7 separate regions of the Mus musculus genome follow, and regions 1, 2, 3, 5, 6 and 7 are each linked to region 4. A link is a contact called in public HiCAR-type, HiChIP or PLAC-seq, capture Hi-C and promoter capture Hi-C data. All regions are on one chromosome and are shown on one strand. Each heading gives the region's core, a stretch centred on a gene start, on an enhancer-like site or on the middle of the called end of the contact. The rest is flanking DNA. Distances are from core to core; before and after follow the strand shown.

Region 1 (3,095 bases), core at 66-2,565, 390 kb before region 4:
CTTGTGCAAAAAGAGTCTCCTAATAGGTCAACTTACAAGGAAACAAAGCACACTGGAGCCAATCTCCAGAATGGGTCTGGAGCAAAGGGATTTAAAGATCCTGTAGTATGCAGAAAGAGGGGGCTGACTGGTTACAAACCAGACTCTTGTTTGGGACAGTTGGCCACTCTGTAAAGCCATTTAATGGAACTTCTGGATGATCCGAGCTGTTCTGCAATTGCTTCTAATCTAGGTCCTAGAGGCCGTTTTCTGTTCTCTGGGTTCTGCACACAGGAATTTGGTTCGGAATACCTCTCAAGGTCGTTTTGGGTCAGGTTAGAGGGTTCTGAGCCTGCATCCTGAGGAAACATCTTGAATCAGTTTTTTGTTTGCTTGTTTTTGTTTTTAATTTTAGGGAGCAGGGGAGATATCATTTCACGGTTGGGTTTCAATGTCATTTTCATTTCCATGAGTGTTCCTTTAACTATGGAAACACAAGCCATGACCTAACAACTGCTGTGGGATTTCTGGACGTCAACCTCAAAAGTACCGACCCAGGGAGGGCACACCTCTGCTTCTGGGCTGTCCAACTTCTGCGATCACTCAAGGGGTAATTATGCCTCCAGCTTCCTGGTAGGTACCAGCGTTGGTGGACCCGGCGTTCTATATTCGGGGTGGGGGTTGGGGGGGGGGGGGGATGACCGGGAGATTCTGACAACTTAAGAAGCAGAAGCAAAGAATGCAGCGAGTCAAAGTCTCGGATTGCCTCGGCTATGACGACACACAGCCCCACGGGCCGCAGCCACCCCGGCCCCCGCCGCCCCCGCGCCTCGCCGCCCTCCGCAACCGGGGTCTCGCGCTAGCCTCGAAGCGTGCAATGGGAGCGGAGCGGCCGCCTGGGGCCGCGGGCCCGGAGGGGCGACCCAACCGGGGCGGGCGCCCGGGCCTCGCGCGCTCACCTGGTGCGTATTGTTGGTCAGCTTGGCGATGAAGTCCGGGAGGCGGCCGCAGTCTTGGTCCTCGGCGGGCGCGCCGCGGCGCCAACGGCCAGCGCGGGGGACGGGGCCCCCGGGCGCGGCGGCGCGCAGCCCCCAGCTCACCCCGACCGGACCGGCCCAGCGCAGCAGAGGAGGCGCGGGCGGCGGCGGCGCGTCCAGCCGGTCCTGGCCGACGGCGGCAGGAGGCAGCAGTTGAAGGAGCAGGAGGAGGCCGAGGGGCCAGCGCAAAAGGCCGTCCGCAGCTCCCCGGGGCCGCTCCATCGCTGCCGAATGCAGACGCCGCTGACACCTGCCACCCGGCGCGCCCGCCCACCCCCGCCGGCGCTGCGCCACACCCCCGAGCTCGGCCCCGCGCTGCTTGGATACGCGCAGCCGGGCCTCTCCTCCCCAATAGGCTGGCCGCCTGTCCTTCTTTCCCGGCCCACTCCTCATTGGCTCGCGTCGCCTCCGGCTTCGGGGGTCCTGGATTCGGATGCCAAGATGCGGGACTGATTGGCTGGAACGTGGCAGGGACGGCTGAGGTCATTCTCCACCGTCGCTCGGCGTCTGCGGGCTGGGCTCCCGGAGTTGGCCTAGGGGTTACCCCTCTCCCCTCCCCGCTCAGCCTGCAGGTTGGCGGCGCTTCCGGAGACCCTCGGGTTAGGGTTGGGTCACGTTGCCGCCTTCTCCACCCTCCTCCCAACCCCCCTCCAAACGCTCCTAAAAATTTCCTTCGGTGGAAACCGCGCCTGGGAAAGCCAGGGAATCCCTGAACTACTACTCTCAGTTGGAAAAGGGGCTCCGACATAAACTGGTACATTAGGATTTTAACCCCGGCTCGCTGGCTCGCCCATTGTCTGCTGAAGGAGCCAAGAAGGTGAATGCGAAAATCCTATGGGGCAGATGAACATCATTACACCCGTGTCTCATGGAAGCCGCAGAAGTCTTTCCAACATGTTTGGCCTCAGTCACCTTCCTCATCTGCAGGGAGGTAGTCAAGAGGCGAAAGTACTTTTTGGCTTCTGCGGACTTGGAAATGTAGGTAGCTTTGCCACCAAGTGTAGGTATACGGGAAGAGAATTGCCTAAAGCCCACTTTATATATTATCATTTTAGTACAGTCACATTCTGATTTTAGTTACCTAAAGCACCCTTAGCCCTGCAGTAAGTGCATCACACCAATTCCCTCACTGAATATGATGCCTCCTAAATGAATACCCACCTCCAGCAAATAACCTCCCCACTGTTCCCTACACCGCAGAAGCTGCTCACACAACTTTTAGAACATGCAGTGCTGGTAAAACCAGTTCTAAATCCTTAACTTCACTCCACCTCTTCCCAACATTTCAAGTTGTTCAGTCGGAACTCAGGAAGCCAGATAAAAAGATACAAAGTATGCAAAATGTTATACCAGAGTGGAAGCCATTGGAAGTTACTTTTAACTTTAACAGTAAACTCAAACGGCAGGCCTACCCGAGTATGCACACGGAATAGTACAAACAAAACTATTTACGTACTCGGGAGTTTTTCCTCTCCCCAAAACCACAGTAAGAAGGGAGCTGTGAAGCTCTGGAAAGCGGAACAGGATGGCAAATCAACAGAAAAGCCCTCCAGTTTCTGAGCCACTGAACAAGATAAAAACTGATGAGTGTGTTTTCTTTCCAGAAATATAAACGCCACATTATTTATTTTTAAGCACAACTTATTTTTAATTCGTGTCAAGTATGGATTAGATCACAAGGCAGTCAGTTACAGTAGCATGTGACCAGTTACGGAGGGGAAAAAGGGGGCTACAAAGGAATATTTCTTTGTTTGGGTGACAAAGATGAATGGTCTATTGTCTTACTATGGGGAAAGAAGAAAGCTAACTCAACAGTGCTACCTGCTGGAGAAACTACCAGATACATCTTTTAGCTATTTAGTTCCATTAACGTTTAGATTTTGTCAGTTTGTTGAACTGGGGAGTCTTTTTTTGTAGCCCAGGGTGGCTTAGAGTCTTTGATCCTCCTTCACCAGCCTCCCAAGCAAAAATATCAATATGAAGTAATTATCACAAAGCTATACCTTTTTGTATGTAAGATCATTTCTTGAACACAACATTTAAAGAAAAGTAACCATCTCTTTGAATTATTCACATTGT
Region 2 (3,129 bases), core at 98-2,597, 300 kb before region 4:
CCAGAAACATAGAAAAGGATGGAAACTGATGTAGCCAAATGAGTGAGTGTCCTTACTCTCCGCAGCTCCAACCCGAGAGGCTGGGATGACAGGCAGTGTACACCCCAGCACACACACACTGCACACAGAAACCTGGAGCTGGCATCCCTGGGAATCTTCTCAGAGAGGATGATAAGGCATATGACGCTGAGTGAGCAGGCACCCCAGAGGCTTAAGAGCGACAACTATGGTTCCACTGGGAAAGAACTGAGAGGGAAGGGGTCTCACACCTGACGCCATCCTTGGGTTTTTGTCCTGAGGGTTTGTGGGAGTTAGCTTATGGCCCCTTTCTGGTTTTCTAGCTACTCTGGGCTTCCATCCCTCTACAAATGGCTGTTCTTGCCCTTCCCATGTCTTAAAACCAGCCTTAGTTCCTCAGCCATGCAGAGGTTGAGCTTGGCGATCACTGCTCTAGAAGTGCTGGACAGCTTTTTTTTTTTTTTTTTTTTTAATTATGGTGTCTGTGTGTGGGTATGCGCATGTGATGCCTGCGGAGGCGAGACGTGTGGGATCCCCCTGTAGCTAGTTACAGTCAGCTGTGAGCCCCCTGAGCAAGAGGAATATGCACTCTTAACCACAGAGCCATTTCCCTACCCACTGGACAGCTCATTCTGGTCTCTTCTGTGAGTTTGCCCTGAACGGAGTAAAGCTTCTCCCATATAGAACTCTTTAGGTTGGGTCATACCTTTTTGGAGGTAATAGTGTAGCAGAACTTGGGGTTGTGGAAAGCTCTGGTTCTACTGTGGCGGCAGCAAAGGCTGAAAGTGCCCCATGGATCTGGAATATTTTGAGGGGGCAGCGTGGGAGGGAGGGGATGGGGAGCAACTACGCCTGTAAGCAGGGATGATGAGATTGCTTCTTTTGGTTTTCATACCTGAAGTCATCAGATTAGATCACTAGGTTTTGGCTTTTCATTTATGTTAATACAGGGAGAAATCTTGTCTCTTGAACAAGCCAGAAATGTCTGAGAAGTAAGCAGTCCAGGGAATCCAGTACTTCTAGAAAGCTGCTCAGAACACTGGTTTCATGCTCTTGGGTCAGCGAATCAAGTGTGTGATTTGGGATTTCGCTGGTATCAGTTGCTACCGATGTAATTTTCGCAGACCTCTTGAGATACCCTTATAGACACAAAGATAGAATGAAGGTGGGTTGGGAGCTCGATTAGGTCAGTGGAGGTTTCCGGGAGCCGCCCTTTGGGGCCGAGGCGCTTCCCCCCCACTCTACAGAGGGCGCTGTGGGCACCTCCGCCACACGGCCCCGCAGCTTCCCCGGGGAGGAGCCTCTCCTGTAGCCGCCGCCGCCTCCGCGATAGCAAACCCGGAAGAAGCCTCTGGTAGCTGGATTGTGCCGGCCGGCCTGGCACTGCTATGCATTCCATGGAGGTAGGTCTGGTTCCCGCTCCAGCGAGGGAGCCGAGACTGACCCGCTGGCTGCGGAGAGGCAGTGGGATCTTGGCGCACCTGATAGCTTTGGGCTTCACCATCTTTCTGACTGTGCTGTCCCGGCCCGGAACCAGTGAGTGTGCGAGGCGAGGTGGGGCGGGGCCAAAGAAGGGGCGGAGCCTAGGCGCTGGAGGGGCCGCTTTGGGCGCACTGGGAGACTGGAAACCTGGACCCTCAGCTGAGGAGGGGCGGGTCCGGGAGTGGTTGTAAAAGCGTAGTAGGCGGGTTCCCGGAAGTCCAGGGAGGGTGGGGCTTGAAAAGACAGAACTGATACTTCCTTAGGAGGCCCTACATGGAAAAGCGTTAGAGGGTCCTGGGCAGGCTAAGGTACTCTAGGGACTGGGCTGCAGCAAGTGCAATCCCCAGGCCAAGGGGGTGTAAGGGCCCCTTGACTCCTCCCTTTGTGGTGAGCTCCTGATTCTTGTTTAGGTTTAAGATGATATGCTGACCTTGTGGCCCGGTCTTTGTCATTTACAAACCACGGGACAGTATCAGTGAAGCCCAGCCGTCAGCCTATTCTCTTTGATTCTTACTTAGGTCTTTTCTCCTGGCACCCTGTGTTCATGGCCTTGGCGGTGAGTTCGGATATTCTTAGATTAACTCTTGGGGAGACATTCAGTTTTTCAGCCTAAGGGTCAGAGAGATGGGTTTAAAGAGGGCTTCATCTTTCCCTAAAACCTATAGGATTGGGGAAAGTGGAGTAAAGTGTCAGGTGGCTGAGAAGGTCAGGGAAAGGGGGAACAGAAGATATTTCTCCTCTAGTGCCTAAAAGGAAGACGCAAGAAGGATGTTTATCAAGGCTTTGTCCTCAGAACTCAGTAGAAAGTTCTCAGTAGAATGTTTGCTGTTCTGTGGTCCAGAAAGGATGTGTGTGAGGCTGCAAGTCCTTAGCTTCCCCGTGTCCTTCTGAATGTGTGAGAAGACCTCCTTTTCCTTGCGCTCCATGTAGACTAGAGGCTCACTGGCCTTTCCTTATGATTACAGTTCTGTCTCTGCATGGCTGAAGCTATTCTACTCTTCTCACCTGAGCACTCCCTGTTCTTCTTCTGCTCTCGAAAAACCCGGATTCGACTCCACTGGGCAGGGCAGACCATGGCCATCCTCTGTGCTGTCCTAGGCTTGGGCTTCATCATTTCCAGCAAGATCCGAAGTGAGATGTCCCATTTGGTGTCCTGGCACAGCTGGATAGGAGCCTTGACACTGTTGGCCACTGGAGGACAGGCACTGTGTGGGCTCTGCCTCCTCTGTCCACGAGCAGCCCGGGTCTCAAGGGTGGCTCGCCTCAAGCTCTACCATCTGACGTGTGGCCTGGTTGTCTACCTGATGGCTACAGTAACGGTGCTCTTGGGCATGTACTCAGTGTGGTTCCAGGCCCAGATCAAAGGTACAGCCTGGTACCTGTGCCTGGGACTACCATTGTACCCAGCCCTGGTGATCATGCACCAGATCTCCAGCTCCTACTTGCCAAGGAAGAAGGTGGAGATATGAACGCCTCCAAACTCTGAATCTAGGTGGGAGTCTTGCCTTGGATTTCAACAGTTCCTTGGTGATCTTCACAGGACCCACTTCAGAAGTAGATGAATTTTTGCACTTCATGGCTGAGCCACAATGTGCAGAAACCCTAGCTGCTACTGTTGAGGCATGATAC
Region 3 (3,509 bases), core at 856-3,355, 300 kb after region 4:
TTCCTTCCTTCCTTCCTTCGTGTTCTCTCTCTCTCTTCTTTTTCTCGTTTACCCGCTTCGTTCGATCTGCTGTTCGCTCTTTTCGTTCGTCTATTTGTCTATTTACTCTTTTTCGTTCCTCTCCCCATCTCACCGACGGACTTGGCTAGTTACCTTTGTTCTTCAGACTGTAATCCGTTGTTTTGTTCAATTTCCCCCTCTCCCCTTGGGCTGATTGCATCCTTTGGCTTTCTTTCGCCTCGTTTCGTTGCGACAACAGACACTGCCCGCCCATTCAATCCCACTCCTTTTCGTAGTGCGATCAGACCCACGGCTGTCCAAGAACCCGAACAGTCGGTGCAAGAGGCTGCGCATCGGCGGGGACACTGGACTGTGGTGGGGTGTTGCGGGGCGCGATCCCAACCCAGACGGGTACCTGTCCCTGGCGGTGCTCTGGGCGCTGCGTGGCTGCCGCCGTCTGGCAGGGATCAGAGGAGCCAGGCCAACTGCTTCTCATTAAGTCCCAACTGTGGTTTTTATCAGGAGAGCCTTTTTCAAACGGCATTAGACACGAAGCTCCGCGGACTTGCTCATTTCCTCCGATGACCCCAACACACCTCCCGGGCCTCCCCTGCACACTCCCGCCACCCGGACGGGACGAAGCCAGGAGCTGCTCGCTGCCCAGCCTCTCTGAGGAGGCCCGCGAGGAGCAGGCGATTGCCGCATTGGCGGATCTCCCGGGATCTAGTTTTGGGTCTAGGCTACGAAATGTGGCTGCATACGAGGGGTGGGCGTGGGTGCTGAGCCACTCGTGGGTCAGCGAGTACAGTGGGCGGCAAAAGAGTCTTGGCAGGCCCTGCCACTCAGGCGCATTCTCAGATAATGGTACGGTCCGACCCGCCTTAGCACACAGGGCACGGTCCCCGGAGTGGGATGCGCCCTGGGATTTAGGATAGTTCGGGACCGCTTCCGACGGCTCAGCGGTGATGATTCGGTGCCGAGATGCCAACTGCAAGAAGGGTAGCCATCCCCGTGGCGACGGGGAGGCCAAGTTAATCTGAGAAACAAGAACATAGTTATTTGATCTTGAAGACAGTCCCAGTTCTGAGGGGGAGCAGCCACCGCCACTCTGCGGAGCGACTTAACGGCATCAGAAAACCTTTTCCTGCAGAGGCTGGGCCCGAGGATGAGAGCTGGGTAAGTCCAGGACACAGCCTTTCCCTCGCTGAGTCCAGTTTGGCCACTAAGTCGAGGCCCAGCCTCTACGCCCTCAGCGGGCGCCATGCACAAAAGCAGAACTCTTCTCTCCCAGCTTTGGGGCCCAGTTAGGCTCCGGGGCCCTCCACCCAGTCCCCTCTTCTGGGTCGGTGGCAGAGAGGCTCGGCTCCGGATGAGCGCGATCTCTCCTCCCAGGTTCAATCACCTTGGGGGTCGGAATGGGCCCAAGATCGTCCCTACTCCACCCTCCTTTGACCTCCCGCCTCCCATTGCCTCTGCCGGCCGGGGACACAGGCGATTCTGCGGTCCCCAATGCCCTGGCCTTGTCCGGCCAGGCCAGCAGCGATCTAGCGAGGGAATCGTGGAAAATGCGAGACGTACCCAAAGTTAAGAAGCAAGAAAGCGGGAGAGTCGGGGAGACCAGGAAGGGCTGGGGATAAGAACGACATGGGGTTCCACCACCACCCCCGACCCCCGGCGTGTTACCTTCCGCGGAGCCCTCGTAGAAGTGGCCGCCGTTGAGCACCGGGCCTGGCCCGAGGTCCTGCAGGTACTTGGCGGGCGGCTTGGCGGGCTCTGGGAGGTAGGGTTCCAGGGGCCCACAGGCCGGGAAGCGGCTCAGGCGCGGACCGCGGGGTGGCGCGGGGTGCAGGTGAGGCGCAGCATCGGGAGTCCCCTGGGGACCCGGAGCCTCGTCCCCCGCGGCCGCGTAAGGACCGGCCGCCGGCCCCACGGAGAAAGGCGCGCAGCGCTCGGGGTCCATGCCGGCTCGGGCTCACAGGCCGCCGGAGCTCCGGGGCTCCCGCTAACCCGCGCGGCCTGTGAGCCAAGGGGGAGGGACCTGGGCTCGGGGGCGCGGAGCCCCCGGGAGCGGCGCGCGCCGCGGGGGGTGGGGGGCAGGAGAGGGGGCCGCGCCTCTGACTTAATGCTGGAACCATCCACGTCACGTGCGGCCCCGTGCGGGTTAACCCCTCGGAGCCCAGGAACACCCCCACCCCACCCCATTCACCCCGAGTCTGGTATCACAAGCAGTTGGAAGAGAAGAGAGGGAAGCTGCTTCCTTTCGAGGGCAGGATCCCTTTTGTCTAGCAGTCGGGTGAGTCCTTGGCTCTGAGCTGCACCCTCAAGTCCTGATATCCATCTTAGTGGCTCTTGGCCCTGGGGAGGTGAAACGGTGAGGGCAGACATCCTCCCCACCCCCGCACCCTCCCCCATCCCTCCTCCAACATTCTCTTTGAGGCCTGATCTGACATCAGTCTGAGAAGAGAGGCCTCTACTGTGGTAGAGTTTCCCCTTCACCTTGCTCGGTTTATTTTTGCTGGTAGCTGGAAAAAAGCAAGGGCATCTCCCTTAGACACTTGTTTTGCCTGGACATCCTAGAGACTGGATGCTGTGGAAACAGCAGGGGGCTTGGGAGCTTGGGCCTCAATACTGTCATTGATTATCTGTGATTTGAACCTCTCACTTAGCGTTTTCAGCTGACTGTGGTCCATCTACATTTGGTGGTGAGTTCCAAAGCCCAGGCAGGCCAAAACAGACAGAGAGATCTCTAGGTTTCACAGTGGTCTGCCCAGGTAGCTTTTTGGGTCAGCTATGGAAGAGCAGAAGGGTCATTGTCCTTCTGAGCAGCATAAACTGAATGTCACTCAGATCCACTGCAAATTAACTGCTTCAGGCTTGCTATTTTAGACATAGCGAGGGTAGGATTGCATCTCCCAAAGGTGAGTCTCCTCGACCCAAAGGAAGCCTAGGATTAGGGTATAGCTTAGCCTTTCTGAAACTGAATAATCCTTACTGTGCCTAAGATCTGGGAAGAAATACCAGAGGTCCTTTGGACCCGAGCTTAAAGATCCCTTAGGTCCGGGTTAAAACATTTATATTTTTAGGACCCCTGGAGATTAGCGAGAGGGGCAGGGAGTCAAACATCATTTGTATTCTATTTGAATTCTCATTTTTAAAAGGAATCTAAGAGGCCTGGTGTGAACACCTCCCTCTTCCGTTGGAGGCTTAGAGGAGGTTTCTTGGCTGTCCTCAGCCAGAGTTGGGCTGTAAATCAAGGCCAAACAGGAACCAGAAGCCTTGCATCTCACAAGGAGTCATTAAGCCATTATTAAACATACCGTAACTTTTCTGAAGCCTTATTGGCTTAAACACCACATTGGAGGCATTATGGCCATTAGGGCCCCTAATCACAGACTGCAGGCTAGGCAGAGATGGGAGCACCTGGGGCTGATATTTCCAGCTAGAGAAGCCTGGCTTAAAATGAGGTTTTCCCCTCTGCCTCTACCAGAGGGGAGTCCACTGGCTCTCAG
Region 4 (3,193 bases), core at 167-2,666:
AGCAGAATAATCCTTAGCACTTTGGCCTGAAACCCAACAAAGGTGATTCCAGATGAGGAAACTTACGTGGTTAGAATTGTAGCAGAGGCGAACCAGCTGCATGCGGAAGTCCATGATCTGGTTCTCCATGATGTCTACTCGTATCTTTTCTTCTTCAGTGTCACCACCTGCAGCCAGATGGCAACAAATCACCCTCAGGATTGCCAACCTCCAGGTGAGCCAACTGCCTCCTCCCTCCTATCCCCTTCAGCCCACTCACACATGTTGTGCTTGCGTGCGATGTATCTCAGGATGGCGTTACTCTGGGTGATCTTGTTCTTCCCGTCCATGAGGTAGGGCAGCTAGAAGGGGAAAGTTAATGTGAACCTAGTCCTCCAGGACCGCCACTCCTCTGGAAAAGAGAAGACTTGCAAGGTGTGTGAGAGTAGAAGCCAGGAGAAATAACTAAATAAATAGAAAGTAGCACTGGGTCCTCACCTGACTCTAGACAAGGGTGCTTAATCCTGTGTGTCACTGTGAATGTATGTGTGGCATATAGACGTTTAAAAAGCAAAATGTAAATATTTTATACCTTAAAGTATGTAAAAGTAGGGTGATTATGGATACATTTAAAAAAAAAATAGGTGTTTTAACAACCAGGACACATGAGGATACATTTAGGATACCATGAAAATACCTGGAATCTATCAGTGATAAAGTCACAGACCTGGCTATCAACTCATGTCTCTTATAGCCTGCCTTTAAGAGGAGAATATTAGTGTTTCTCAGACGTTAGTAGGAAATAAAATGTTATTCTCAGTTCTGTTCAATGACCCTTGAATTCTATCCATTCTATAAACGTGAAGAGTCTCTATCTAGATGCTCCCAAGCCAGAGATGAAGTGAAAACAGATACACTTGAAGGCCTTCCCTTCTGCCCACTCCTCCAAAACCACCTACGTTAGGAAAGTCCAGATCTAGCTTGAATTTCACGTCCAGCCATTGGCTTCTATCATAGTCAGGAGCTGTAAGAGAGAAGTGGGACCCAAGCCCGTTACCGACCTAGCTGAGACTTAGACCTGTTATCTCAAGTTCCCAATCCCCAAAAACTAACCCTTGAGTTTCTGCAAAGATGGGCCTGAACAGCAAGAGATAACTCTATGGGCCTCTCTTGGCAAAGTTCCCAGCTTACAGGAGCAGGGGGTCCCACACCATCTTGGTGTGGTACAACCCTCTGGGTAAAAAACAACTGTAGCGCACCCACAGACATTCATTACCTTCCCCACAGATGTACCGTTTCTCCTCATAGCTGGTATCAGTAAACTCCAGAAGCATGCGGATAGCATGAGCCAGCTAAAAGCAGGGGATGGAGAAAGACCCCGGTCAGCGCGCCTGCGCAGTGCCCACTTGCTCGCAGGCCCCCTCCGTCAATGTCCCCAACCCAACGCTGCCAAGCTCCTGCGTCCTGTCCAGGGAAATTGTCCTTAGGCAGCCCCTTCGCTCACGCCCGGGAACTTCCAGTACCTTATTCCTCTACCCACAGTCCTGGGGACCCCATAGGTAGGCTGGAGATCGGCCCACCGGCCCCTGACCCCCGCCCGGCCGCCTGCACCTCTCTGTCCCAGAGGCTGGGCTGGCGAGGGACCACTCACCCCGCGGATATCCCAGTAACCCAGAACCATAGACTTGGATGACATTTTGGGCGATCTTAGCCCCTTCGGGGATACAGCGATGGACTGTGGGCGGCTAACTTTATACTGGACGCTGTGGGCCGGGCTGACGCGACCGAACTGTCTCCTCCTCTCTCGCTCTATGCTCCACCCGCCCTCCGCGTGGTCAGTGGGCGGTGCGCAGGCGCAGCTGCTGCGGCTCCTGAAATCCTCCGGTGTGAACTTCTCCCAGGGCTGTTGATGCTTCATCTACTCTTCTGGCAGTGGGGGCCTGGACCTTAGTTACCCGGGAAGCGTGAGTCATGTTGCACAGTTGAGCTGGCACATAAAACTACGAGGTAGGAAACGATTCAGGTATAAGGTACTTTGGGGATAGAAACATTTTCTATGTAAGATACAAATGGCTCTGTGAAGACTGAGGGAGGCTGGGGACACTAAACAGGTCCACTGTGAAAAAGGATAGGTCATGCACATTGGAAATGCCTCAAAGGACACTCCAGGAAAGAGGAGGGTAGAGCAAACACCGAAAGGTGACAAATAGCTATGCAAGATAAACAGCAGGTGCTGTCGAGTTAGGCTGGTTTATGGGAGGAGTCAAAACATTAAGCATTTGGGGCAGGTTGCAAAGGGTATGGACAGCCAGACAGACAGAGGGTGTGAGTGTTTTCTCTCTGCTCTGTGGGGAGTGTATAGGATCTAGATCATAATGTTCACTAGCAGTATAATGCAAGACAGACATATGATTGTTTTTAAATGGTTTGCTTCTAGTTTTTTTTTTTTTAAGGAGGCAATGAATCCATAGTATACTTACGTAGCCCAATATATACTGTTTCAGAATGTAGTATGAAAATTATTGAGATGTCTTCTATTTTTTTGTTTTAGTACCTTACATTTAAAACACAACTCCACTAAGGGTAACCTCATCTTTTAAAAAAGATTTATTTATTCATTTTATATATGTGAGTATACTGTCGCTCTCTCTCTTCAGTCACACCAGAAGAGGGCATTGGATCCCACTATAGACTGTTGTGAGCCACCTTGTGGTTGCTGGGAATTGAACTCAGGACCTCTGGAAGAGCAGTTGGTGCTCTTAACTGCTGAGTCATCTCTCCAGCCCCAGGTAACCTCATTCTGATGCTCAGGATCCACAAGTTAGTCGGAAAATGATAAGCATATTGTGGAGTAAAACAGCACAAAAGGGGAAAGGCCCCTTGCGGGTGGGACCATCCCTGGGCTGGGTGTCTTGGGTTCTATAAGAGGGCAGGCTGAGCAAGCCAGGGGAAGCAAGCCAGTAAGGAACAGCCCTTCATGGCCTCTTCATCAGCTCCTGCTTCCTGACCTGCTTGAGTTCCAGTCCTGACTTCTTTCAGTGATGAACAGCAATGTGGAAATGTAAGCTGAATAAACCCTTTCCTCCCCAACTGCTTCTTGGTCATGATGTTTGTGCAGGAATAGAAATCCTGACTAAGACACCAGGCCTCCCGGAGCCCCAAGTCTGGGTGTGGGAAATTATGTCTCCCCGTTAGTTTAACTGACTCAAACTTC
Region 5 (3,265 bases), core at 629-3,128, 280 kb after region 4:
TGAGTTCTCAGAGATTAGATTACAGAGTGAGCCATAATTAGGGTTGCAACCTTAGTGGTTTGCTATAGCTCTGCTTGTCTTAGTGCCTAACACTTCAGGTGCCAGTGAACCAGTGAGTTCAAGAGAAACTGCATGGCTTGTGGTCCTGTCTGCTACCCCAGAAGTGCTAAGTGACCATGTAGTGGCACTCACACTTACTGCTTTCTCACCATGGCCGCCACCATGGCCGCCCAGATGCTGGTGGTGTTCAAGTCGGCACCCATCCTGAAGCGGGCCCTTAAGGTGAAGCAGGCCATGATGCAGCTCTACGTGCTGAAGTTGCTCAAGGTGCAGACCAAGTATTTGGGGCGACAGTGGCGCAAGAGCAACATGAAGACGATGTCTGCCATCTACCAGAAGGTGCGGCACCGGCTGAACGATGACTGGGCGTACGGCAATGGTGAGGCCACATATGACGCCGCAAGAGTGGGAGAGGGTAGGACAAGGGATGACTTGACTCCTTGCCTGTGGTACCTTAGTTTTCTCTGCCCTTAGGCACTGAGCAGGGCCGGGATCTAGTTTTAGTGGCTCTGGGCAAGACTTTGGGAAGCTACTCAGTATCTGTGTTCATCTGTTTCTCTGTCCCTCCACTCTAAATCCTGTCTTTTCCAGAAATTGCCATAAGATTCCATCCCCTCTTTATCCCTACTGCAGCTACCTAAATCTATAGATCCTCACCGGCTCTGCCTCTAGTTTCTCCCCACTGTTGGCCTCAGATTTGGCTCCTGTAATCTTTTCAACACACCCATCCTATGCTGTTGCCCCTGAGTAAGATTCCTGTTAGCTTTCTAGTTCCCATAGGAATGAAGTTAAACATTAAGACAGGAGGGGCAATCATTCACTTGCCTGATCCCAGAGTTTGCAGCTTTCTTTTCAAGCCCGTTGTGTGCTGGTACCCAGCTTCTGTCACACCCAAGACTCCAGGACAGAGTATGAAACCTCAGTACCAGCTGAGGATTGCTCTCAGGAGCTCTGCAGATCCCAGCAGCCACAGATGCCCATGCTCTCCAGTGTGCCCTCTGTGCCTGAGAATAGACTGTACAGGTACAGAGGGAAACTACACTTGGTCCCTGAGCGCTAGCCATGTTGCCTCCTGTTCCTGGGCCTCTGTAGACTGTTGGATATCTACATCCTCCCAGTCTAACTGTTGTTTACCTGGTGTTGCTGTGTTACACTGTCGCAGTCACATCACTCTGTGACTATGCCTGGCATCTGGGCTCAAGGTGGTGCATGACATTTTGTCATGGAGGTGAGAGGAGGAGCAGATGATGGAGTCTCGGAGTTATCTCTGTCATCTAGAACCAAGGGGAGACTGTGCTTTAAAAACGAGTTTTCCAGGACTCTCCTGTCTGTCGACATGTTTTGGGGGAACAAGTCTCTTTCTCAGAGTTAAGGATTTTCTCCTTATATTTGACTATCCTCTCCTGAGGATGGGCTTTGGAGATGATCTTCTGGTTAAAATCACGCTCCTACTCAAGGGGAGCTGCTATAGGGCTGACTCCTAACCGAGTTTTCTGCTTTGCCCCAGATCTTGATGCCCGGCCATGGGACTTCCAGGCAGAGGAGTGTGCTCTCCGTGCCAACATTGAACGCTTCAATGCCCGGCGCTATGACCGGACCCACAGCAACCCTGACTTCTTGCCAGTGGACAATTGCCTGCAGAGCGTATTGGGCCAGCGGGTAGATCTTCCTGAGGACTTCCAGATGAACTATGACCTATGGCTAGAGAGGGAGGTCTTCTCTAAGCCCATTTCCTGGGAAGAGCTGCTGCAGTGAAGAGGGCTGGAAAAGACCATGATCTGTCTGTCTCATACCTGAGGGACTGTCCTCACCATTGCTGCAGTGCTCCTGTTCCCCTCCAGGTGGCAGCACAGCTCCATTGAGTCCTCCACAGCCTGCCCTGGGCCTGTGAGTGAACCCAGGTTAGCCTCTGGTTGATTCCCAGCATCCTACTCAGGAGCTGTCATCTCCAAGCTGGGATCTACTCTCCCTCCACTTGCCCAGCTTCTACCCTCCTCTCTTGGATATGATCGATTGAAACTCATTTCACAGTTAGCCCTAGGCTGGGGAAAGCTGAGCCGGGCCTGGCATCCCTTCTCGACAGCAGCTGTATCGTGAGGTCCCACAGACTCCTGGGCAGCTTTGGCAATGTCAGCTGGTCAGGAAGGAGGGTCCGCTTGAGGGCCAAGAACAGAGTCAGCACCTTGGCTGTGCTCTGGGACTATCTCGTGCCATCCCAGCATCCTGCTGAGTTCTGTCCAGAAGTGATGGACACACAGCCTCTGCACCCTGGTTTTGGATGTGGTCAAAGGTGGAGTGAGGCTTCCTGAAGCCAGAGGTGCCGGTTTCCTCTCGGTTGCCATGACCTGTAAATATACAAAACTCTGTGTGATCTCTGGTGTCATGGTGGGGTTTTTATTGTGTTTGTGTATTCTGTTTACATTAAAAGAAAGCAAAACTGTCCGTGTTGCCTTGTGTGTAGATGCAGGCTCTGGGGACTGGGGATGCAGCACAGGCACTAGAGTGCCTACCTGGTAGGAAAGAAGCCTTGGGTAGTGGTACACACACGTGTACTCTCAGCACTTGAGAGGTGGAAGCAGGCGAATCAGAAGTTCTAGGTCAGTCTTGACTACATAGTTCAAGTTCAGCCTAGGCTATGTGAGATTCTCTCTGAGAAATATGGCCTGAAAATGATCAGTTCTCTCAAGAATCCCTTTCCCCAGCATGACAGGCTACCCGGCTAAGCTCTGGCCTGCCTGCCTTCCTGCCTTTTCTACCTGTTGTAGAGGGAAGGAGGGGTTAGTACTTTGGTCGTCGGCCCACATCAGTCTGGGCACATTGCTTTAGGGTTCTGGGTTTGCTGAGGATCAGGGTCCTGACTGCTAGGCTTGCTGTAGTTTCAGTAGAGACGTCAAGTTTCTCGGGATGACGCGCCGCAGCTGTCCTCAGCCAAGCCAGTTAGTACTAGGCTTAAGTGAAGTTGGTTGGGACAGAGGATAGTTGTGTGCTCAGAGCTATCAGGAATCCGTTTCATGGTGGGAGAGTGATGGAGAGTGCAGGTGTCTCCTATGGCTAAGGGAGAAACAAGGGGAACAGATCCATTCAAGTCCTAGAACCTCATTTGGCTCAGATAGCAGCCTCAGGCTCCTTTCTTCAGGCTTAACCTCCTTGTGACTTTAGTGACAGGACTGTTCTTTTTCGTAATTCCTAGAAGTCCCCTATAGGC
Region 6 (3,472 bases), core at 662-3,161, 330 kb before region 4:
AACACTCATGAATAAGCAAGTAGGAAAATACTCTGCTTATTTGTGGTGAATGCTCTACTGCTAAAATGGAAAAAACAAAAACAACCTCCTCCCAAGAAACTAAAGCTATATGTATCAGGACAGATAATTGTCACAAAATAAAAGCAAGTCAAAAAACCAGCATATTAATAGAATAAAGTTTAAAACAATTTGAAAAAATTATGGTGTAATGTCTATGTACTTCTCCTAGGTACAGTATAATGGGGGGGGGGCTGGTACAGAAGACAGATGAGCAATGAACTTGAGGCAAACAAGGCTGGTCAGTAGATGTTGGTAATATGTATTATTTATTGTTATCTTATTATTATTAATATTATTTGGTTTTTCAAGATAGGATTTCTCTGTGTCTGTCTGTCCTGATCTGGAACTCACCAGGCTGGCCTCAAACTCAGAGATCAGCCTATCTCTGCCTCCCAAGTGCTGGAATTAAAGGTGTGTCCCACCACCGACTAGCAGTAATATATATTATTTCATATCTGTGTGGCTTGGGTGTATACACCTCAGTACAGAAATGACTGTAGAACAGGAATCTAAGACAGCAGAATAACTTTTAAAAGATGTATTGATCCTTACTTTATGTATGTGAGTGTTTGCCTGAGGCGTGTATGTGCATCTGATGTGTAAGCCTGGTGTCCAGGGGCCAAATGGGGCCATGAATAGCCTAGAAGTGGAATTGCAGATGTGTGTGAGGTGCCATGTGAGTTCCAGGAGCCAAACCATGGTTTTCTGAGAAAGCAATGTTCCTAACTGCTGAACCATTTCTCCTGTCCCCATGATTTATTACGGGCATATCTGTGGACTCAGCAATTCCTTATTTAGCCCAAATTTGCATGTAATTCCATGGCAGAAGTTTCCTTCAACTCCAGCCTTAGCTGGTTGCCTCCCCACACACTCATGGCCAGGTTTGGGAAGACATTTATCCAATGGCTGGATTGTATAAATAACAGCAGAACATTTAATCAAAAAGCATTGGTTTTGAAATGCTGGAAGCATAGTGGCAGATCATCAAAGAAATGACTTTGATGGACGAGAGTTAAGAGCAAAGAAGGAAGGCTGGTTTCCTCCTGGGCCCGCCCATTGGCTCATTCAGCTTCTTTGGGTAAATGAAGTCATCTTTAACTACCTAGATTTCCACTCCTTGTAAACCTAATGTGTAATACTAGCAACTGCTCACTTCCGGCTACCGCAGAACACTTTTCGAAAATTAGGCCCATTCAAAGTCAATCAAACTGCAACTCTGCCTAGTTTTCAATACAAACGCTAATCTCCACTCCCACGGCTCCTCCGAGACTTCATTCTCATTTAAATAGTGTTGGCGGTTAAAAGGAGATCGAATTCTTACTTTTTAAAGTTTGATAACTTTAAAACTCATTAACATCCAAACGCTGTTTGTTGTTAAAAAGTAAGACCGTGTCTGATGCGAAGTAAAAGTTCAGTTCTTTGTTCTGGCTGGTGGAGCGCCGTTGTTACAGCAGCAGAAGCACTAAGAATGCCTTAGGTAAATCTTGTGTGCTCTAGTCACTACGGTATTTGTAGAAGAAAACCCTTCCACAGAACCCAGGAAAATCGGGAAAGCTGCACTAGAGCCCACGCATCCCGTGTAGGTTCCTGACCTTGGCCGTGGCGTTGAAGCAGCTGGGCTGTTCTAGTGGGGACCCATCCTGGAAGCTTCTGGCAAAAACCCCGGAGCCTTCTGGCAGCCCGACGGCTAGCAGGCTCCACAGGTCCCTTTAAGGCGCCCTACGCGCGGAAAAAGGGGAGAGCAAGGGGCGGGAGCAGGGTTCGCGATCGCACGCCACGTGACTCGGCTGCCAAGTCCGCCAGATTGTTTGACAGAAGTTTGAATCGGACTCGGGGGTTTTCTGCAGCCGGCGGGGCAGCGCGGCGGACAGAGCCTCCGAGAGCGCGAGCAGCAGCGCCCCCACGACCCAGCCCGCCAGCCTGGAGCCCGGCCTGCCCACGGCCTCGAGCCCGCCGCCCCCAGCGCCCCCGCGCCCCACGCAGCCTCCCGGCCAGGGAGTCGAACCCTTGCACTGCGCCCCGACGCGCCAGCATGTCCTCGACGGAGAGCCCCGGCCGCACCTCGGACAAGTCTCCGCGCCAGCAGGTAAGCCCCGAGTACCCGGCCTGTGGACTCTCGCTAGTCCCTGTCTACCTAGATGTCCCGAATGTGTCTGATTCCGTCTCTCCCGCCCCCGCAATGTGAATAGAAAGCCCCACGCTTTCCCTCCGGGCCGGCCCGCCTTGACCGTCTGCTGGCTTTGTCTCCGCAGGTGGACCGCCTGCTCCTGGGGCTGCGCTGGCAGCGCCTGGAGGAGCCGCTGGGCTTCATCAAAGTTCTCCAGTGGGTGAGTCGGCCCTAACCCCGGGCTATTTCGGGAGCCTGGATTGTGACGCGGACCCGAAGCAATGTGGCCCCGGAGGAGGCTGGGGAGATGCAGCGGGCCCAGCCACCGCGGAAGGGTGGGGGGTGGCGACAGGTGGGCGGGGGAGGGGAGAACCAGGGTTGCTGCTCCAGCGCTCGGTGGAAGGAGGGAGAGGAGCCCGGCATGCGGAGTCCCGGATTCGGACCTTCTATGTGCAAGGCGCCTTTGCCCAGGGCGCTCACATTTCACTCGGACGAGAAGACCCGGGTGTAACCTTTCCAGAACTCTGATCCTGCACATACCACTCTTCAGTGGCGGGAGGGGTGAGGAGGACAAGGAGGGTAAGGTCCACTTTGCAGTGAGAACAACGCTACTACTAAAGGCACCAGGAAAGGAAATGGGTTACAGAAACCATCCTGCCTGGAACCTTCTAGGACCTGGATGATCCCTGGGGTGGACTCAGGAGACAGACTACCAGCTGAAGTCACTGGAGCAATTTGGGAAACTGTAACCGAGTAAAGAAATGGATGGATGAATGAACAGTTTCCCAATCCAATGATTACATAAAAAAACCAATTAAGACAGAAGAAAATGTGACAGCTGGCATAACAGAACATTGAGCCGGGAAGGAGGGATGGTAGGTTGCAGGCCTAGAGCTACCTGTCTCAGCTCTATGACCTTGGACAAGTCACTTCTCTGGACACTAGTTTCCAACATTAGTCAAACATGGATCAAATGCCTGTCAGCATTCTAGAGTATAGCTCAATATTAGATTTACCCTGTGACCTTGAAACATTCACCGGCCCATGGCCTCAGTTTCCCCTTCTCTGGTCTAGTGGGAATACTGGCTTGTTTCACTGGTCCTTGAGATGCAGCCAGCATTTCAAATCATAAAGATTTGGGGAACATTTTGTGCATTCTTGCAGAAAAGATTTTGTTAGACAAGCCATATACCAGATTCTATATGAAGTTATTACTGTACCCTCAAGCACTGGATTCAGCTAGGGACCAATTTACCCTTAATATCCAAGAGAACCAAGTTCTAAAGATCTTTGAATTCACAGGAG
Region 7 (3,360 bases), core at 822-3,321, 490 kb before region 4:
TGTGGCAACATGCATGTGTAAGTCAGAGGACAGCATGTGGGAGTGTGCTCATCACGTAGACAACAGTCCTCACATGTAGGTCACAAGGCTTGAACTCAGCTTCATCATCCCTGATGGAAAGTGCTGTTACTCACGGAGCCATCTCACCAACTTATTATTATTATTATTATTGTTATTATTATTATTATGTTTTGTTTTAAATGAGGGAGTCAAGTAGCCCAGGTTGGTCTCAAGCTCAGCATATAGCCCCCTGGGACTGACCTTGAATTTACATTTGCCACATCCATTCCTGTGATGCTGAAGAATCCAACCCAGGGCTTTGTTTAGGCTGGGCAAACTCTAGCCACCTGGCCAGGTCTCCAACCCAATTTGCTTAATCCTAAAAATTCCAGGGGATAATTAACTGTGTTCCTCTGCCCTGTATGGGAATGACACTACGCCTTCAGTGTCTCCTGCACCTTGTCTAGGTGTACGCACGCATGTCCACTCTCCACACTCACCTTCTTTATGCTGGAGGGCTTCTTTCCGGATGCCACCCGGACAGCCCTGGCTGACCCCTTTTTATCACTGCTCCGGAGCCCAGCTAGGCTGCTTGGAGGTGGGGTGCTCCAAGAACTCACGGTGGGCAGCAGATCTCGGACAGGGCTATCCTTCAGGACGAAGGTCTCCCGCCGAGGACTGGGTTTCCCTCTGGGGCTGGGCCTTCCAGGGCCTGTACCAGCCCTCTCCCGATCTTTCAGGGCACACTCCTCCAGCTGAGCCGCCAGGCGGTTGGCTTCATCAAGAATCTCTTCCAGCTTCTCTGGGCTGAGCGGGCCCAAGCTAAACCGCACACCCTGGAGGGCGGGAGCTACTTCATTTGGGTTACTCCGATGGGCGAGGCCCCGTCGAAGTGGTTTCTCTGGACTCACTAATACTGTTATGTCTTCTTCCTCATGACTGAAAAACAAATATGGCACCATGCTGGACAACAGCTAGCAGAAGGCATTCCTGTCGGCGAGTCGGGGACAATCCCCAACCCTGACTCCATTTTGGCCATGAGAACTGCTTTTAGGTGAGGAAAACTTAGTTCTACTCCCATTTTCTGAGACAATGTCTCAACTCTATAGCACAGAATGATCTCAAATTCAAAATCCCTCCTGCCTTCTCTCTCTCTCTCTCTGTCTCTCTTTCCCTCTCTCCCTCCCCCTCTCTGCACTCTAGTCTATCCTAGGAGTGTGGGGGTGGTTTGCAGGGCATGCCTCAACATGCCCAGGGACATTCATCTTTCATTTACATTTACCCCTAAATTTCCCTACAGCTTCTCTGTTCTCACCAGCATGTGTTCTAGAGGCCCAATTCTACCAGACTACTGCCATCAGAGGGTACCATACTCTGCTAGATTACCAACCACGGTTCTAGAGGCCCATAAGTTAGCAGTAAAGGGTTACAGATGTATTGCCGGAGGAAAATAATAAATGGATAAATAGGCTGGTACCTGTCAGATGGAGACAGCCCTCCGAAGTCCAAGGTCTCGTCCACAATGAACTTGATATCTGAAGGGATGAGAAGAATAAATGCCAGCTATCAGTTCTTGACAGACAGACTCTCAGGGGCCCGTTCCTCCCTCCATGGCTTCCTTACCCTCTTTCAGATCCTCCATGCTCAGCCAGCATAAGCGAGTCGGCTTAGACCTGAAAGAAAACATGCCTACCTCAGGTGTCTATCATCCTGCCTTAGGGCCCCATCAAGACTCGGAGTGCATTAGCTGGGGTGAAGAGGCATGGTGGTGGTAAAGCAGGATCAGCACGTGTCCCTGAAACTAGTCCGTTATATTAGGGAAAGGTGCAGAAAGCTCGACACCTGATGTGCAATCCGCCAACTTGCGCCCTGGCCTCTCCTCAGTCGGTCAGTCTTCACCTCCATCCTTACTATTATCCGAAATTTCGCTCCCCCCCTACCCCACCCATTTTCCACTCCGCGGCACCACATCCCCGCCACACCTCCAGCGCACACTCGGTTTCCACTCCCCACCTCGCTTCACAGTCTACGCAGGAAGCTTTTCTTCTACAATCTCCCAGTTCCCGGGAAAGGGCTCCCGAGGGGCGGAGCTTCGTTCGAATTTCTTAGGCTCCACCCAGTCCCGCCACAAACGCACAGCGATTGGTGAGTCCAAGGGGGCAGGGCTGAGTCGGGAGCAGTCGGGATGTCAGCCGGAGAAGATTGTCCCTTGGACCAAAGGGCACTTCCCAAAAAGGGTAGGGGGCTACAGCGGAACGGCGGGAGGAGCCGTGAGTGCGCGGTGGCGTGTACCGGAGCGCCTCCTTCTAACCGCGAGTCAGACAAGGGGAGAACTGTCGAACCAATGTAGGCTTGGAGCCCCGCCTCTTCCCCCACCTCCTGGATTCCAGCATCTGAGACTGGGTTTCCTTGCTGGGTTTCTCGCGTACTTGCAGAGACCACCAAATAGACCATCTCTCCAGCACTGGAGCCACAAGATTTCTTCATTTAGCATAAGGCCACTTCTCTGAGATATCTGGCATTTTTTTCTTCCTGCTTCAACCCCAACCCCCAAACGATGAGTATGAGCAGCTATTTAAGAGTTTAAATAAATAACAAAGAAGTCATTCTTCCAGGCAAACAGTAAGTAGTAATAATAATAAAAGATGTCAGAGCTGTGCTCCCTAAGTGCAAAAGGATTACCTATTGCTAAAGATCTTGTTCGTGTGAAGAATTTATTTCTTCGCCAGGATGCTGGAGATGTGTGCACTTTAATGGTGGGCCTGTAAAAGTTCAGCAAATAGCATGGTCTGGCGCATCCTTAGAGCACAGTCACTACCACCTTCTACCCTAGGCTTGCTTCAGGTTGGAAAGAAGCCTTTGCTGTTGTGAATGTTGTTGACTGGCTATGACCAGACCACTCCTCTCCATTCACTGATACACACACACACACACACACACACACCATCTGTTTCTTTTCCCTTTGTTTTTTGCTATTTTCTGAGACAGAGACTAGTGTAGCTCATGCTGGCCTTTGAATTCACCATATAGCCAAGGATGACCTTGAAGTCCCGACCCTCCTGCCCCTACCTCCCAAGTGCTGGGACTAAAGGCCTGTGCCACTCTACTCTAGGACCATCCTCTGAGACATCTGCAAACATCTGCAAGCATCTTCAGGAGTTCTGTTGCGCCTGCTTCGGAAAGACCATCACAGCTGGGCCTGTGGACGGTTTACCTTCCGTCATAGAAGGAGGAGGTGGGACAGAAGGTCACGGGACCTTCACCTGAGTATGCAGCCGTCCCTCTCAACCAGCTGTATGCAATTCTGTCCTAACTGCAGATGGTTTGGGGGAAGGGGCTAGAGGATAGAAGTGGGAAGAG

Evidence for each region. Promoter capture Hi-C pulls out the DNA fragments that hold promoters and counts their contacts. HiCAR-type assays count read pairs that join an accessible place to other places. HiChIP or PLAC-seq counts read pairs in DNA pulled down with a chosen protein or histone mark. Capture Hi-C pulls out chosen DNA fragments and counts their contacts.
Region 1: a contact with region 4 is called in an H3K4me3 HiChIP or PLAC-seq map of bone marrow-derived macrophages, with 4 times the contacts expected there. The contact joins the promoter of Sort1 here to the promoter of 4933431E20Rik in region 4. A contact is called at or near these places in 2 of 39 promoter capture datasets (the C10 cell line and cranial neural crest), 2 of 115 datasets of contacts at active chromatin or transcription factors (bone marrow-derived macrophages and pancreatic cancer cells) and 2 of 9 other capture datasets (adipose tissue and liver).
Region 2: a contact with region 4 is called in a promoter capture Hi-C map of erythroid cells, with 6 times the contacts expected there. The contact joins the promoter of Cyb561d1 here to the promoter of 4933431E20Rik in region 4. A contact is called at or near these places in 10 of 39 promoter capture datasets (the 3T3-L1 cell line, the C10 cell line, cranial neural crest and 5 more), 1 of 115 datasets of contacts at active chromatin or transcription factors (pancreatic cancer cells) and 4 of 9 other capture datasets (adipose tissue, liver, macrophages and 1 more).
Region 3: a capture Hi-C map of macrophages shows a contact between it and region 4, with 4 times the contacts expected there. The contact joins the promoter of Alx3 here to the promoter of 4933431E20Rik in region 4. A contact is called at or near these places in 15 of 39 promoter capture datasets (the 3T3-L1 cell line, 3T3-L1-derived adipocytes, the C10 cell line and 9 more), 1 of 15 datasets of contacts at CTCF or cohesin (large pre-B cells), 1 of 484 Hi-C or Micro-C datasets (bone marrow-derived macrophages), 3 of 115 datasets of contacts at active chromatin or transcription factors (embryonic stem cells, neural tube and stem cell-derived neural progenitor cells) and 4 of 9 other capture datasets (adipose tissue, liver, macrophages and 1 more).
Region 5: a HiCAR-type map of kidney shows a contact between it and region 4, with 3 times the contacts expected there. The contact joins the enhancer-like site here to the promoter of 4933431E20Rik in region 4. A contact is called at or near these places in 16 of 39 promoter capture datasets (the 3T3-L1 cell line, the C10 cell line, the HPC-7 cell line and 10 more), 1 of 15 datasets of contacts at CTCF or cohesin (the NIH/3T3 cell line), 1 of 484 Hi-C or Micro-C datasets (bone marrow-derived macrophages), 4 of 115 datasets of contacts at active chromatin or transcription factors (embryonic stem cells, kidney, large pre-B cells and 1 more) and 4 of 9 other capture datasets (adipose tissue, embryonic stem cells, liver and 1 more).
Region 6: a contact with region 4 is called in a promoter capture Hi-C map of liver. The contact joins the promoter of Sypl2 here to the promoter of 4933431E20Rik in region 4. A contact is called at or near these places in 6 of 39 promoter capture datasets (the C10 cell line, cranial neural crest, erythroid cells and 3 more), 1 of 484 Hi-C or Micro-C datasets (CD4 T cells) and 4 of 9 other capture datasets (adipose tissue, embryonic stem cells, liver and 1 more).
Region 7: a promoter capture Hi-C map of erythroid cells shows a contact between it and region 4, with 13 times the contacts expected there. The contact joins the promoter of Psrc1 here to the promoter of 4933431E20Rik in region 4. A contact is called at or near these places in 6 of 39 promoter capture datasets (the 3T3-L1 cell line, cranial neural crest, erythroid cells and 3 more) and 1 of 115 datasets of contacts at active chromatin or transcription factors (pancreatic cancer cells).

What each region holds. Positions count from the first base shown.
Region 1 is chr3:108,282,284-108,285,378 of GRCm38.p6, reverse strand. It overlaps Sort1 (sortilin 1), which reads right to left and starts at 1,315. Exons shown (of 20, transcript NM_019972.3): 1 at 939-1,315. The coding sequence starts at 1,238.
Region 2 is chr3:108,199,052-108,202,180 of GRCm38.p6, reverse strand. It overlaps Cyb561d1 (cytochrome b-561 domain containing 1), which reads left to right and starts at 1,347. Exons shown (of 3, transcript NM_001081320.2): 1 at 1,347-1,554; 2 at 2,019-2,056; 3 at 2,466-3,129. The coding sequence starts at 1,407. The coding sequence ends at 2,969.
Region 3 is chr3:107,593,627-107,597,135 of GRCm38.p6, reverse strand. Alx3 (aristaless-like homeobox 3) reads right to left here and starts at 2,105. Exons shown (of 4, transcript NM_007441.3): 1 at 1,684-2,105. The coding sequence starts at 1,960.
Region 4 is chr3:107,894,436-107,897,628 of GRCm38.p6, reverse strand. It overlaps 4933431E20Rik (RIKEN cDNA 4933431E20 gene), which reads left to right and starts at 1,416. Exons shown (of 3, transcript NR_015459.1): 1 at 1,416-1,986. It overlaps Gstm5 (glutathione S-transferase, mu 5), which reads right to left and starts at 1,775. Exons shown (of 8, transcript NM_010360.2): 1 at 1,631-1,775; 2 at 1,256-1,331; 3 at 939-1,003; 4 at 260-341; 5 at 67-167. The coding sequence starts at 1,675.
Region 5 is chr3:107,611,769-107,615,033 of GRCm38.p6, reverse strand. Strip1 (striatin interacting protein 1) reads left to right here. Exons shown (of 21, transcript NM_153563.2): 20 at 235-439; 21 at 1,568-2,502. The coding sequence ends at 1,815. Among named protein-coding and RNA genes, the nearest start is that of Gm10961, 18 kb to the left of the region's middle. Within about 2 kb of position 1,878, at least 17 of the 459 cell types and tissues checked have an H3K27ac peak or open chromatin away from gene starts, as enhancers often do. A contact at or near this core is called in kidney, where this site is marked.
Region 6 is chr3:108,225,038-108,228,509 of GRCm38.p6, reverse strand. Sypl2 (synaptophysin-like 2) reads left to right here and starts at 1,911. Exons shown (of 6, transcript NM_008596.1): 1 at 1,911-2,146; 2 at 2,313-2,387. The coding sequence starts at 2,093.
Region 7 is chr3:108,382,549-108,385,908 of GRCm38.p6, reverse strand. It overlaps Psrc1 (proline/serine-rich coiled-coil 1), which reads right to left and starts at 2,071. Exons shown (of 8, transcript NM_019976.3): 1 at 1,983-2,071; 2 at 1,624-1,673; 3 at 1,478-1,535; 4 at 501-939. The coding sequence starts at 1,642. Gm12522 (predicted gene 12522) reads left to right here and starts at 2,168. Exons shown (of 3, transcript NR_040560.1): 1 at 2,168-2,622; 2 at 3,113-3,360.